Regions from separate parts of the Mus musculus genome. Here region 1 is linked to region 2. A link is a contact called in public Hi-C data. All regions are on one chromosome and are shown on one strand. The core of a region is the stretch at or near the end of the contact, and the rest is flanking DNA. Distances in the headings are between cores, read along the strand shown.

What was found. A called contact is a pair of places that touch in the nucleus more often than the background predicts.
Region 1: a Hi-C map of bone marrow-derived macrophages shows a contact between it and region 2, with 40 read pairs. The contact joins two enhancer-like sites. A contact is called at or near these places in 1 of 15 datasets of contacts at CTCF or cohesin (pro-B cells), 41 of 484 Hi-C or Micro-C datasets (the BV-2 cell line, the C2C12 cell line, CD4 T cells and 29 more), 7 of 115 datasets of contacts at active chromatin or transcription factors (the HPC-7 cell line, Th17 cells, bone marrow-derived dendritic cells and 4 more) and 3 of 9 other capture datasets (embryonic stem cells, embryonic trunk and liver).

What each region holds. Positions count from the first base shown.
Region 1 is chr7:99,048,692-99,051,391 of GRCm38.p6, reverse strand. All of the region lies in intron 6 of Uvrag (UV radiation resistance associated gene), which reads left to right. Among named protein-coding and RNA genes, the nearest start is that of Uvrag, 91 kb to the left of the region's middle. Within about 2 kb of position 1,276, at least 71 of the 459 cell types and tissues checked have an H3K27ac peak or open chromatin away from gene starts, as enhancers often do. A contact at or near this core is called in the G1E-ER4 cell line and bone marrow-derived macrophages, where this site is marked.
Region 2 is chr7:98,960,901-98,963,600 of GRCm38.p6, reverse strand. The region is part of intron 12 of Uvrag (UV radiation resistance associated gene); the gene reads left to right. Among named protein-coding and RNA genes, the nearest start is that of Gm33827, 86 kb to the right of the region's middle. Within about 2 kb of position 1,425, at least 100 of the 459 cell types and tissues checked have an H3K27ac peak or open chromatin away from gene starts, as enhancers often do. A contact at or near this core is called in the G1E-ER4 cell line and bone marrow-derived macrophages, where this site is marked.

The DNA.
Region 1 (2,700 bases), core at 27-2,526, 88 kb before region 2:
AGGTGGGCTCCGCTCTGCAGTGTCAGCCTCAGAGGCAGGCCCCTTTGCTCATTTTTCAAGATCTTCAAGTTTGAACTGTTTCTTTCATCAGTCCAGAAATAGCTGGACAAGGATTAGACTGCCAACTTGCTATTTTAGAAGTGTCCTCTTAACTGAGTCTCTTGTCAAAGGATTTGGTTGGTCTTGCAGAAGGCTGCTGGGTTTCTGTGAGGCCTCACTACAACTTAGCAGGATTTCTTTGAAAACATGCTCCTTTGTTTGAAGCAAAAGGGATTGCTTGTTGGTTGTGTCTTGCTGGCCAGTTTCCAGTAGGATCTAGGCACTGCTTTCTCACAGTGCTGGCGTAAGCAGCCTGAGTCTGGTGTTATGACAAATTACCTGTTCTTTATTTTGTGGTTTAAAAAAAGTCTGTTCTTGTTTTACAAAATTAGCTTGAAACCTCATCAGAATGTTGCTGTTAGTGCCAGATGCATTTTCTAACATTGAAAAAAAATTAAAGCAGTTTTATGTTGAAAATTGCTAAGATAGTACACATTTTCATACAGTCCACGCTTGATTAGCCTCACCTGTTCTTAATATTGTGTATTAGTGTGATACACTTATTATGATTAGTGAACCAGAATTGACATGTTACTAACTAAGGCTCACGCTTTCCTCGGATGTCACCACCCAGGCCATCATAGTGTGCCCAGCCAGTCTCCCTAAGCTTCTCTGGACTGTTAGTTTCGCAGAGTTTTATTGACGACCCTGACAGACCTAAGATATTTTTAGAATGTCTCATTGGAGATGTCTGATGTTTCTGTCATTATTTGATTGGGTTTATAGGTTTGCCAAGATTTTGTCATGATCAATTGTGACTATGAAAAAAACATAGATTACTAACAATCAAGAGCCTTGCTATATGGTATCCTTATGACTCTCATTGCTATATGGAACATATGTTGTGTGACAGACACTGTAGTTGAAAATTCAAGGATTAGGGTGTAATAATCCAGGAGAGCACTGGTGAGTTATTTGAAATTCAGTGTCCTTGGGCGCATTGTTTTGTTAGGTTCCTGCTATTAGCAGGACCCTGTGTTTCTGTCAGCTCTTCCACCCTGTTCTAGAGAAGCTATTCCCAAAGGAACAGAGCCCCACTTAGTCAAGAGCCACCCCAGGGCACAGTCAGCTGCTGGGACTCTGGAAGGAACCTGGGTTAAAAGGGGTGGCCTTACCCCTTCTGGAGCCTCCTACATTGCCCTATCTAAATCTGCATCTCAGCCTGACCAGTTACATCATTGTTTGGGGCTTTATGTTGGTGAGGAAGAGGAAGTACCACGTTATAAGTGGTGTGTTTATTAGTCTTTCTGTTTCCATGACAGAATACACAGGACAAATAGCTTGAGGGAGAAAAGATATATTTTGGTTTCTAGTTTCAGTCCATAGCCACTGTGGGCCTAAGGTAGGGCGCATTACAGTCATGACATGTGGACTGTGGACGAAGCTTTCTCCTCACCGTGGAGACACGGACAGGGAGCTTGCCGCCGAGGAGGTGCCAGGAAGAATGTACTGGTAGGTTTTCTTTCCTTTGATCTCCGTCTTTACCTGAAGCCTATGGGGTGGTGCCAAATGTCCAGGGTGGGTCTTTCCCGTTCTTTAATGCTTCCTGGAAATGCCTTTACAGTTTGTTTTACTAATCTTAGGAGCTTCTCAGTTGAACCAAGTTGACAGTCAAGATCAAGGTTCTCAGGGCCTCTCCTCATCAACTTGACACCCCAAGCATCTCCTTCAACCGTAGTATTCTGTCTCCAAAGGCTCAGGTTCATATCCTAGCACAATGCGTCAGCTCATGTCCAGAGTTTGCTGTATCTTTAACCCCTGCATTCCTCAGAAGTTCTAATCCAGGGTTTCCTCTGAGATTCAAGGTGGAGCTCTTAGCTGTGATGTGTTGTGAATTACGAAGACAAGTCATGTGCTCCAAGGAAACAGTGACAACAAGACAAGATGGGATTGGACCAAAGCAAGGCTGCTGCTACCTAACACGGCAGCCTCTGATCTTGTAGCTCCAGGTATCTTAGACAGGCGATGGTGTGATGTGAACTCCCAAGGGCTCGAGTACTGTCCCTGCCACTTTCCCATTTGCAAAGCCCAAGGCCACTCTCTTAAAAATGGCTTGGCAGTCTACCTCAGCTGACCTTCCGTGTTCTTGTCATCTCTGATTTCCTAGAGTCCCCATGTGTCTTCAGTTTCACCCTTACAGCTCCACAGATCATTGTCTTGGGAATTCTCACCCTGCCATGCGTGCGTGTACTGCCTAACCTCCTAGGTCCTCCTTTGAAGTCTGGATGCAGGCCTCTCAGAGCCTGTTTCAATAAGCATGCATGACAAGGACATGTAAGGGTGATATCAAAGTTGGCTGCCAGTTTGAACATTGGCCTCAATCCCTTCACCTCAGCTGTGGTGCCACCTGGATGGCTGGACATAGGCAAACCCTTCCTTCCCTAGATGGTTTTGCTTTTTGGTTCTGGGCTTAAACCTAGGGCCTCACATATGCTAAGCAAATGCTCTACTACACCTGGAGCTATATTCCTAGCTTTCAGAGTCTGAGATTAGTTAAAATTTGTTTTATCCTGCAATGTGCACGGCCTGACCAAATTCTTAAATGTGGTTAAGGCAGTTTTCCTAATGTCCAAATGAAATATGGCTTCTCTTTAGTGGCCC
Region 2 (2,700 bases), core at 176-2,675:
TGTCGTTCTTGACTCTGCGGGTCGGAGACAGCGGCAACCAAGAGAAACTTTCCATCCCAAATTGTACCTCTTTGTAGACAGCAATGGGAGCGAAAATTATGATCATAAAGAAGAGTCTAAATCATAAGCTGCCCGGGATGTCACTCAGTGGTAGAGCACTTGCAAAGTCAGTGTAAGGTTCCTGTGGGTCCCCACAGTGGGTGCGAGAGCACCAGCCTCTCAGGCACTGACTCCAAAGGGGGCAGTCCTTTCGGAGAACCGAGGGGAAACCTACAGGCCACACTGAGATGAGGCGGGCCCAGCCACCTCTGTAAGATTAGAGCTGGGTCTGTGCCTTCCTATCAGAGCAGTGCTAACGACCCCGACCCTCTGCCTTTCTGCTTGTAGTGGGGAAGAAAGCTGCATCCCCGACTCTGAGTGCTGTGCTGTGGTGGTTTGAATAGGTATGGCCCCATAAACTCATGTGTTTAAATGCTTGTTCATAGGGAGTGGCACTGTTAGGAGGTGTGGCCTGGCTGGAGGAAGTGTGTCACTGTGGGAGCAGGGTTAGAAAGTCTCCTATTACTCAAACTACTGGCAGTGTGGCACATAGTCTCCTTCTGCTGCCTGCAGCTCAACTATCAGCTCCTTCAGGACGATGTCTGCCAGCACGCTGCCATGCTTCCCACCATGATAATAATGGACTGAACCTCTGGAACAGAGCCAGCTGCAATGAAATTTTTTTCTTTCTAACAGTTGCTCTGGCCATGGTATCTTCACAGCAGTGAAATCCTAACACGCACTGTATATCAATCACTGCAAAATACCAGGATGGTTCTCAACTGGGAGGTTCCTCACCCAGGGAGCAGCATGCTTCTAACCGAGGGCAAGGGTGCACACTGGCGCCATCTAGAGGACAGAGACCAGGCTTGCTGCCGCTATTCTAAGGACCAGGGCAGGCTCTCTGCTGTCCACAAACCACCAATTATCTGCTCCTGAGTGTCAGTGGTGTCGTGAGAAACGTTGTCGGGGAGTCAGGAGAGAGAGAGAGAGAGAGAGAGAGAGAGAGAGAGGGAGAGGGAGAGGGAGAGGGAGAGGGAGAGGGAGAGGGAGAGAGAGAGAGAGAGAGAGAGAGAGCATGCAATGGGTCAGATCAAAGAGAAAACCAAGACCAAGGTCTGTGGGACAAGAGCTGCAAAGCCGGAGAATCCATGCACTAAAGAAACAAAGATAATCGAAAGGATATGGAGGATTCTCAGAAGGAGGAGATAGCATCCATAAAACTCAGATCAAAGGTTATGAGCAAATGGAGAGCTGTGGGTGGATGACTCAAAAAGGCGGCCCTAGAAAGGAGCAATTACTGTAAAACTCAAGCAAGCTAATGGGCGGGCCAAATAGCCGCACCCACTCGTGTGCTGTGAGCCACTATGATTTGTTAATGCCGTTTCTAATATCGTCCTCTAAAACTGCTTAAATTTGAAGTCGTCCACTGCGGGGTGCTGAGCATCTATTTTCCTAATACATTATCGATGTGACCTGCCAGCAACCAAGAGCAGCTGTGGCCTGTGAGGCTGGGGTGTGTGATTAGCAAAGCCAGAGCTGCAGCAAGGGAGGTTTAGTGAACTGCAGGTCACAGCACAAGTGCTGAAGCGGAGGTAGAGGTATCGGAGAGAAAGACCGTAGCCGACGGCAGGCAAGATAAATGGCTGGGTGTGGCGGCACATGCCTGTAATCCCACCACTCTGGAGGCAGAGGCAGGAGGATTACCACAAGTTGTAGGTCAGGTTGGTCTTCATAGAAAACTCCAGGCTAGCTAGGAACAGAACAATAATGATATATGCATTAGTACAGCCCTAGGAAGTCTGGCCAGCAGTTACATCAAAGTGTATCAGGAATATGGTGCTCAAAACTAGCAGGGCATCTACATGTAATCTGAAATGTATAGGAGAGAACTCTGCTTTCTGTGTATGAGTTAATGAATGAAAATGTCAGCACTGAGCCGGGCGTGGTGGCGCACGCCTTTAATCCTAGCACTTGGGAGGCAGAGGCAGGTGGATTTCTGAGTTCGAGGCCAGCCTGGTCTACAGAGTGAGTTCCAGGACAGCCAGAGCTATACAGAGAAACCCTGTCTCAAAAAAACAAAAAAAGAAAAGAAAATGTCAGCACTGAAGTAGGAAAGGGGGGAGAGGGAGGACAAACAGTAAAGGCCATGAAGGCTCAGTCAGAAGGTACTAAGTTAATCAGATTTTAGTAGCGACAGAATCAATATGAATGTGTAGTATAAAGGGTTTGTTATAGAAACAGCCTTGTGCAGTAGTGGGAAGAGCCGGAGGAGTAGAACGTCAAAAGGGGGAGTCCGAAGACCAGAGAAACGCCCCTAACCAGCCATGATGAAAATCTGGTGCAGGTGGTCAGTTCAGGACAGGATTTGGAAAGTGAGGTACATCTGTCCAGCTGCTGAGTGGATCCCCAAATTATAGGTGGAGACCACAGAAATCTGCTGCCGTCACATCTGCTAATGGGGCAGGAGCTGCTATTTGGCCAGCCGGAGAGAGCAGTATGCAGAATGGGAGTAGAGAGAGAAGATAGAATCTCCAGGCAGCCTGTCTCTCCTACCGGGTCTAATCACCATGCCCTTCAGAATGCAATGGCTCTACTTTCCCTCCAGCCCCTGGACCTTCTGCAGCTAACTTTTGGTCAACTAGCCTGGGTCCATCTGAA